2 separate regions of the Sus scrofa genome follow, and region 2 is linked to region 1. Evidence: chromatin contacts called from public HiChIP or PLAC-seq data. All regions are on one chromosome and are shown on one strand. Each heading gives the region's core, a stretch centred on a gene start, on an enhancer-like site or on the middle of the called end of the contact. The rest is flanking DNA. Distances are from core to core; before and after follow the strand shown. Region 1 has its middle 34 kb from the start of CCZ1. Region 2 holds the start of TECPR1 (tectonin beta-propeller repeat-containing protein 1).

Region 1 (4,558 bases), core at 1,455-3,954:
CCAGGTAAATGTGCCAGTTTTTAAATCTGGCACCGTTTTAAATGGTCTAGTTGTCTATTTTTTGTTTTCCATTTGGATAAAGTTCTTAATTGCTTTGGTCCCGTAACTGTAGGGCAATTTAAAGACTATTCATGAATATTATATATATTTATGCAAAATTCTAGGACTAAAATTTTCCAGATAAATGCTATTAGGCTTTCCTGATTTGTATACAAGAATTTCTAACAGTGTTGGATGCTATTAAAAGAGTGTCATATGCATGCTGAAGCATTTACAGGTGAAATGGCGTTCTGTCTAGGATTTTTTTTTAATCCAGTGTAAAGTGTGGAGGAGGAAAGATGAATAAATGGAACAAAAATATTTATGGATGATGGAGACACAGAAGTTAGAGTATTCTCTCTCCTTTTGTGTCTGGAAATTTATAGATAAAGTTTAAAAACAAATCATAAGATCCTCTTCTAAACTGAATTTGGAAACGCACAGGTTTTACTTTCTGAACTAAAATTAAAATGTACATGGAGTTCCCACTGGGGCGCAGCAGGTTAAGGATCTGGTAGTGTCTTTACAGCTGCGTGGGTTCGATCACCAGCCCAGCATAGTGGGTTAAGGATCTGGTGTTGCCACAGCTGTGGCGTAGGTCGTGGCTGCAGCTCAGATTTGATCCCTGGCCTCGAAACTTCATGTACCAGGAGTGTGGCCAAAAAAAAAAAAAGAAAAGAAAAGATAAAACAACCTTTCATGTGTTCCTCTTTCTCTGACCTCATGTTTCACTAGTTTCTGACAGACCAAAATGTTTTGTGTGTATCTTTTTTTTAGATACACCGCCTCCAAGCATATGCGAAGTTCCCAGGCTAGGGGTCGAATTGGAGCTGTAGCTGCTGGCCTACACCACAGCCATAGCAATGCCAGATCCTTAACCCACTGAGCAAGGCCAGGGATCGAACCTGTGTCCTCATGGATACTAGTCAGATTTAGTTCCACTGAGCCACAGGGGGAACTCCCCCAAATTAAGATAAAGCAGGATCTCAAAGAGATATTTGTGCCCCCACGTCCATAGCAGCGTTATTCTCAACGGCCAAAATGTGAAAGCCACCCAGGTGGTCCATTCATACAGTGGAATATTATTCAGTCTTAAAAAGGAAGGACATTCCGACACGTTACAACGTGGATGAACCTTGAGGACATCATGCTAAGTGAAATAAACCAGCCACAAAAAGACAGACACTGTATGCTCCCACTTATACGAAGTACTTACTTGAATCATCAAAATGATAAAGACGAAGCAGAATGGCGATTGCCAGGGGATGGGCGGAGGGAGGGAGTGGGCATGATTCTTTCACAGGTGTGGAGTTTCAGGTTTATGAGATGAAAAGCGTTTCAGGGGTGGATGGTGGTGATGGCCGTGCCTAGATCCCAAAAGGGTGGGAGAGAAACTCTAAGACCCCTTGAGGCGCCGTCTGGGAACTCGCATACACAGCATCATTTCTACTGCGTTCTGCTGGCTCAGGTGAGTCGTGAGCTCGTCCAGTCTCTCCTGCTGACGGAGAAAGTACAAATGAGTGGCAGCCATTTTTAATCAACATCCGTCTAGAGCTCCCGTCGTGGCTCAGGGGTAACGAATCCGACTAGGATCCATGAGGATGCAGGTTCAATCCCTGGCTTCGCTCAGTGGGTTAAGGATCCAGTGTTGCCGAGAGCTGTGGTGTAGGTTGCAGATGCAGCTCGGATCCTGTGTCGCTGTGGCTGTGGTGTAGCTGGCAGCTGCAGCTCTGATTCAACTCCCAAGGTCTGGGAACTTCCATGTGCTGTGGGTGAGGCCCTAAAGACACACACACACACACACACACACACACTATCCACCCATCCTTGGCGTACATAAATCACGTTTGCAACTTAATGCCGATCACGAAGTGGTCACATCTTTGGAACCTACCTTTGTAACCACAGCAAAAGTTCCCAACCCCGCTCCCTCCTTCCAAAGACAGTCACTGTCCTCACGGCTAAATCCTAGTTTAGTTGTAAAATTCATGTAAACGTAATAGACGGGATGTGTTTTCTGTGTTACGCAGTATTGTTTATACCTCTGCGATTTATCCAGGTTGTTTCATGGCCCAGGATTTCGTTTATCTTCATTGCTGTCCTCATATTCCGCGACACGTGTCCATCCTGTGGTTATTCGGATTATTTGGGTTGTTTCCAGTTCGGGTCGTTACAAATAACGCCTCATTGCACATCTTCTACCTGTTTTCTTTGTGTGTGTACACATTTCTTTTGGGTATGTACCTAGGAATAGAATTACAGGATCATAGAGTTCATTTCAGCAGATAATGAAATGTTTTATTATTATTATTATTATTATTGCTTTTTAGAGCCGCACCCGAAGCATATGGTAATTCCCAGGCTGGGGGTCAAATTGGAGCTATAGCTGCCGGCCTCCACCACAGCCACAGCAACGCGGGATCTGAGCCACATCTGTCACCTACACCACAGCTCATGGCAACACGGGATCCTTAACCCACTGAGTGAGGCCAGGGATTGAACCTGCGCCCTCCTGGTTACTAGTCAGATTCATTTCCATTGAGCCACGATGGAAACTCCCAAGGAGTTGTCAGTATTTTGGATTTTAGCTCTGTGTGTGTGTGTGTGGTGTCTCATTATGTGTTCAGTTTGCATTTTCTGGATGACTAATAAGGGTGAGTAAGTTTTCAAATGTTACTTAACTGTCTGGACATCCTCTCTTCTTAAAAGTCCATTCCTGTTTCTTGGAACAGCATAGGCAAAGGCTCAGAGTCGTGAAAGAGTGTGTGTGGTGAACTGAAGTGATGCGGCCGTACTATAGCGATTCTCAGTGACATCCGCCAGAGGACCTCTAGCCATGCCTGGTGACATTTTTATTTTCACGACCGGGGAAGGGGGGTGGTTACTGGTCCCTGGTGGGTAGATACTTCTGTACATCCTACAATGTGTACAACAAACTCCCCTCGACACAAAATTTCTCAGCACCAAATACCAGTAGTGCTAGGGTTGAGAGTTCCTGAAGTAGTAGAAGCCCCCTGCACAATGACAGGACTTGGCAGGGCCAGGGAGGGGGGTGGCGGAGAGGAGGCATAAAACCCCAAGAATGACTGAGGCTCAACTTCCTACCCCCATTATAGGATGGAAGGGGCCGGGGTCTAAATGAGGTCCATTGATGAAAAAAAATGTGTTGGGCGTTCCCTGTGGCACAGTGGGTTGAGTATCTGGGTTGTCAGCGCAGTGGCTCTGTTTGATGCTGTAGCACCGGTTTGATCTCTGGCCTGGGAACCTCCACACGCCATAGGTGCAGCAAAAAAAAAAGGGGGGGGTGTTTCTTGCACATCTGAGCTTGTGCACTGGGCTTTAAACTCACTAAGCTCTAAACACTTAGTGGATAACCACTAAAACATATTTCTTTGCAGCCTTTTCTCTCTATGTGGTGGATTTGTATTGTGTCCATTTAGCTAAGCAGGAGTTTCCCAGAATTCTCCGCCCTGCGCAGTTCCACGTTAGGATGGGCAACAGGAGACATTCTGCCTGAGATGTGGAGGGAGGAGGTGGGGCAGCAGGTGTCTCTGCTCTGCCCGAGGAAGGTGGATGCCGGGCCCCAGGGGATGAGGCAGCAAGGTGTCACCTGCTCTCTGCTGCTCCTCCAGAGGCTCCTTCAGATTTTCTGATGCGCAGTCAGGGAACAGGTGCCTGCTTAGCTCCAGCGCCAGACATGGAAACAAAAGCTTCCTATACACCGTGTAACCAGTTCTCACAATTGTATCAGATGAAATTCCTGCAACTGACAGACATTCGAGGTATGCGCGTATATTTTTTACATTTACAGAATGTGTTTCGCATAGTGCCTCGTCTCGTTTTACCGTTTATGGTGGGTATTTTCCCATAGCCTTAAGTATCCTGTGGACCCCACTTTCACTTGGCATGGCCCATCCCTTAGCCAGGGGCCTCACCTTGGACATTTAGGTGATTTCCAGTGGCTGAGAGAAACAGTATCGTTGTGTCCACCCATAATTGTTGTTTTTCTCCCTGCCTTGCTTTAAAATTAGGTCTTCCCTGCTTCCTGGCTCCAGCTTTTCTGATAAGTAGATCCTATCTTTGCTTCTCTGAACATAACGTATCTCTTCTCTCCAGCTGCTTTTAAGATTTTTCTCTTTCTCTCTTTATTTTTCTCTTTATTGTAATGTGCTCTTTTTTGGGGGGGGTATTTATTTATGTCATTTTAGGGCCGCACCTGCGGCATATGGCGGTTCCCAGGCTAGGGGTCAAATCGGAGCTCTACAGCACAGCCACAGCTTCTCGGGATCCAAGCCACATCTGCAACCTACACCACAGCTCACGGCAACACTGGATCCTTATCTTCCTCTTTTTTTTTTTTTCCCCCTAGTCAGATTCATTTCTGCTGAGCCATGATGGGAACAAAGACATCTTAAAAACGAGTGAATACCCACATTATGTTGTTGGAACGCAATTGAAAATTTACAAAGTGTTTTGTTTTGTTTTGAGCTTCTGGGAAGAAAATCCACCTTACAGGAAT
Region 2 (4,775 bases), core at 2,082-4,581, 180 kb after region 1:
CCTGCCCGGGCTGAGGATGCTGCTGTTTCCTGGGGTGAAACTCCCGGAGCCCTGGCTTCCGGTAGAGACAGGCCTCCCCCCATGGCAGAGCCAGACCCACAGTAGCAAGACACAGCAGCCTGGGGAGTAACAAAGAGCAGCTCTGCCTGACAATACGGCCCCCACACCCAAGACAGATCACTGCCCCAAGGGGCGGACACAGCCTTTCTGGTTTGGAAAGCAGAGCTACCAGCAGACAGAGTCTGGGTGCCTTGAGGCTGGAGCCAGGTTTTCTGCTCCTGAGACACGCCAGAGGCACAAGGGCGATTCAGAAAGAGAGGAGATTGGACTATGACAATGCAGATGGAGCATGTCTGAAAACAGGAGCATCTGCTGTGAGCAACTGGGCTCCTTTGGAACAAAGTCTCTCTTGCAAACACCAAGGAGGAAAAGTGCAGGCTGGGAAGGGAGTGACTGAAGGATAAAGGACAGGAAGCAGGGACATGGAGCAGGTGCCGAGCTTTGGGAAACACCCAGGACAGGAAGTAAAGGAAGATGACAGGGTTGGGATCCCAACTGTTAGAGTGGGGAAGCTTGATCCTCCACCCAGGGCTCCAATGCCCAGGGCAAACATGCGGGATGTCAGGATACCAGCCATTTGAAAACTGGCATCTGTGTCCGGGTGCCTGAGCTGGGACCCCTGGAAGAGCTGTGCTCCGCCCCCCATGTCCCTCTGCTCCTCCTTGGTCAGGCCTGAGGGTCCATCTCTCCACCTGCAGCATCTATGCTGTGACGAAGAGTGCCCACAGCCACTCTGGAGCCAGAGCGTGGGAATTCGAATCCTGGCCCCACCACTTTCTGGCATGACCAAAAGCTGGCCAACTAACCTCCCTGTACCTCAATTTCCTAATCTGTCAAAGGCAGGAAGGAAGACTGACCTCGCTGTGTAGTTGTGAGAATTTAATGAGACCAGACTTCCCGTTGTGGCTCAGCAGAAAGGAATTTGACTAGTATCTATGAGAACTCAGGTTTGATCCCTGGCCTCACTCAGTGGAACTCAGTGGGTTAAGGATTCGTCATTACCATGAACTGTGGTGCAGGTCACAGATGCGGCTCAGATCTGGTGTGGCTGTGGTATAGACCGGTGGTCACAGCTCTGATTTGACCCTTAGCCTGTGAACCTCCAAATGCCGTGCGTGCAGCTCTAAAAAGATTAAAAAAAAAAAAAAGTGACCATATAGGTGAAGAGTTAGAATAAAGTGGTCAGTACCCAGCATGACCCAATGAGTGTTACTGAGGTCATTCAATGACTTGGCATTTGCTCTCACAAACTGCCACTTCTGTCTCTTAAAAACCAAGAAATTAAATCCCTTTGTGGTCAGCCTGCATCTTCAGCCTCTTCACTTCCTCTGTGCCTCCCTGTGCTCTGCACGTCATGGGCATTCATTCAATATTACAGAAAATCACAGCCCCTTGCATGCACCACACTGCTGACTCCCTGAGCTAAGCGCAAATACGGCTCCAGGGAAGTCACGTGTCATCAGTTACTTATGTTAAAAGTAAGGTGCTAGTAGGTGGTTAGGTATGTGATAAAGTACTGTAAACTGACAACGGTAGAGCCTGGGCGGTGGGTATGTGGGCATTGACTGTATATTTTCAGTTTGGCTATATGTTTGACAATTTTCATTATAAATTGTTGGGAGAAAAGTAAGCTTTTTTACAGAGGGTAAGGGGGGATGTCAGTTTCCAGGGTGACATTTTAAGTCCTGTCTTCAAAGATACTTCTCAGCTCACAGGTCACTGTATAAGTAGCCACTTAGGTCAGGCTCAATCTGCAGGTGGATCTCAATGAATGAATGGGGATGTTGGACTTGGATGCACTTTGCTCCAGAGAAATGACTAAGCAGTAATTTCCACAGAGACATAATTGAGCCTTCTGGGCACCTAACAGAAGATGCTAGAGAAAGGTGGGGCTTGGGGATATGCTTGAAAAATCTGGTGTGGAAATCCAGGTACCCATCACTTCCCAGCTAAAGATGACATGAGGGGAACATCCTTGGTCAGCCCCCCCCCTTTCTGCCCTTGCCAGGATGTGGTCCCAACTTCTCAAGTCACTTCCTGGCTGTGAGGTGATGGAGCAATCTGTCCTGGGACACTGGGTCACTAGGTCAGAGCACTCCTGAAAAGGAGGATGGAGCATTAAGTCCCATGGTTCTGAGATCCCAGGATTTCTTTGTTTTGTAAAGGTAAAGGGACAGCAGCAGCATCTTCCAAGAAAGCAACCTCTGATTCACCAAGAACTTCTGCACAATGAATTCCAGTTGGACCCTCAGTCATTTTGCTTAGAAGGGCTGCTCACCACCTGCAGAGCCAGCTGCCTGCCGACACAGATTACTTAACAGATCCCTCTGGAGACATAAAGGTACCCAAGGGAAGGTGGGGTGGGGGGAGTAGGGTTATGTGCGGTAGAGGGAGGGACACAGTTCCCAGGAGAGCCTGAAGGTTTACTTCCCAGTCAGCGGTTAGGACTCCTTCCTGCAAGGCTTCCTATTGGTCTGTTTTTCTATCACACACCCTGTCTCATTCTCCCCCCTGCACAAACAGAGCAAACCCTGGCTACGAAAGTGGCTGACTGCCTGCCAATTGTGGGGAGCTTTTGTAAGGCGACATCGAGGTGGGAGAAAAGAGCAGAACATGCATGGCAGTCGAGTCCTTCCCAGAGAGCAGGTCCACCCATTCTATAGAACAGGAGGTGCCCTGAGGGGGCAGCTCTTAAGATGAACTCCCAGCTCCCATCATTGGGGCGGTCATCCTGGTTTCACTCTGGTTCGGTGCACTTGGGCGACAGGTGGGCCCCCTGCCCTGCCACCAGTAGCATCTCAGAGATGGGCCCTGACCATCTGTCTGAGCTAATCCCGCGGCAAGCAGATTTGCTCTCACCACTGCCCAGAGGAGGGACACACAGGCTCCTCGCAGTTCGATCCTCTGAACCCGAGGATCAGCAGCCCAAGTCACTTCCCAAGTCACTCCAGCGCAAAGGCTGGTGGAGGTGTCACGTTCCGGGGGAGGTGGATGGCGGACAGGGGGTGGCGCCCCGCAGCGAGTGCGGGAAAGAGCACCAGCACAGCCCCTTCCTACCTCCCCGCGCCGTGGGGCAAACGCAGCTACTGCCCCCGGCACCGCCCCAACCTGGGGAGGGGGGGCAGGGCGCCCGTCCCACCTCGTGGGCCACCGCTGCACTCACCTGGGCCGGCGCCCGGCGGGCAGGTTCGCGGCGATTGCTCCTCGGCGGCAGGGAGAGCGGGCAGGCCCTCCCCCGCTGCCGGAGAGCCGGTGGGCAGGAAGCGGCAGCCAGGCCCGCTCCCATTGGTTGGCCTCGCAGTGACGCAAGGGCCAGAGGCGCGGGATTGGCTGCGAGAAGCTGCGTCACCTGCCGGCTTCAGGGTCTCGGCGGGTCGCTCGCCCGCCCACTTCCGGGGTCTCGGGGAAGTTGTGCTGGGGCATTTGGTGGAGGGGCCAGCTTCCCGCTCTCCTGGGAAGGAGGCCGCTCCCCACCAGGACTCCGCCCCCGACCCGGGCTCCCCAGGACCACCTGCACGAGCAGGCGCTGTGTTCTCGGGGTGCAGGCAGGGACGGGGGAGCATCCAGGGGTTCCTGGATGCGAGGAGCCGCAGGGACTGAGGACGGAGGAGAGCCGGCTTGTGGGCTCTCGGATCTTGGGCGTGGAAACTGGTGTCTAAGTGGTTTCCATCTAACTGAAGTGTCGCCTTGAGTACACATGAAGCTTTAACCTTTTGGGAGAACTCCTGGAAACGTGATTTTGTGACCACAGCCTGACGCGGTAGCAATAACAGGTCACCCTCTTTTCAGGCTCTTGTGTTGCCAGCGCCAGAAAACCTATTTTGAGGTAGCTAATATCATGATACTAACATGTGAGTGCTTGCTGAGTGCCAGGCGGTGATGTAAGTGTTGTCTGGGCAGCTTCTCACGTCATCTCTCCAACAACTCAGAGGGGCAGGTGGTGGTGATGTTCTCAAAGTTGGGATGGAGAAAGGAGGACAAAGCCAAGACCAGGAGATGGGATTAATGAAAGGCCTGGCACAGCCAGACATAGAGGCAAAAGCAGGATTACCTCCCATTCTCTCTGGTTCTTGCTCCTTTCTGAGGACACAGTGGGCAAGTCCCACAGGGTCGACTCCAGTGGGAGCAAAGGCAGAAGCCTCTGGTTCACCCTGGATGGCTCTATGGAGTCTTGTGCATAATCGAGGAACAGCATTTGTGGACTGACTTAGTCTGGAGATGTGGGTGGTATAGATTATATGTTCATGTCCCCCAGAATTCACCCACTGAAATCCTAGCCCCCAACGTGGTGGTATTTGGAGACGGGACCTTTGGGAGGTAATCAGGTCATGAGAATGGTGCCCTCATGAAGAGACTAGTGCCTTCATAAGCTGGGACACAGGAGCCCTCACACCCCTTCCCCTTATGGGGATGCAGCAAGAGGGTGGCTGTCTTCATGCCAGGAGGCATAGACTCTGGACACGGTATCTACTGCTGACTTTTGCTCTGGGGCTGTCAGCTTCCAGAATTGTGAGAAATCAATACTTGTTGTTTAACCACCCAGTCTGCACTATTTTTGTTGTAGCAGCCTGAGCTAAGGCCCACAGCTCCAAGGCTCAGCCAGACAAAGTGAGTGGTTCCTCAGAGGACAATTAGGGTACTATTAGCAAGAACATGAGTGGCTGCTAATGGCAGAAATATTGGTCTGGAGGTAGAGAGAGCTGGATTCTGTTCTC

The links. HiChIP or PLAC-seq counts read pairs in DNA pulled down with a chosen protein or histone mark.
Region 2: a contact with region 1 is called in an H3K27ac HiChIP or PLAC-seq map of alveolar macrophages. The contact joins the promoter of TECPR1 here to the enhancer-like site in region 1. A contact is called at or near these places in 1 of 5 promoter capture datasets (liver), 15 of 47 Hi-C or Micro-C datasets (alveolar macrophages, embryonic fibroblasts, fetal heart ventricle and 10 more) and 2 of 2 datasets of contacts at active chromatin or transcription factors (alveolar macrophages and skeletal muscle).

The regions. Positions count from the first base shown.
Region 1 is chr3:5,259,832-5,264,389 of Sscrofa11.1, forward strand. No RefSeq gene overlaps it. Among named protein-coding and RNA genes, the nearest start is that of CCZ1, 34 kb to the left of the region's middle. Within about 2 kb of position 2,705, at least 1 of the 83 cell types and tissues checked has an H3K27ac peak or open chromatin away from gene starts, as enhancers often do. A contact at or near this core is called in alveolar macrophages, where this site is marked.
Region 2 is chr3:5,439,622-5,444,396 of Sscrofa11.1, forward strand. It overlaps TECPR1 (tectonin beta-propeller repeat-containing protein 1), which reads right to left and starts at 3,332. Exons shown (of 26, transcript XM_021086091.1): 1 at 3,224-3,332.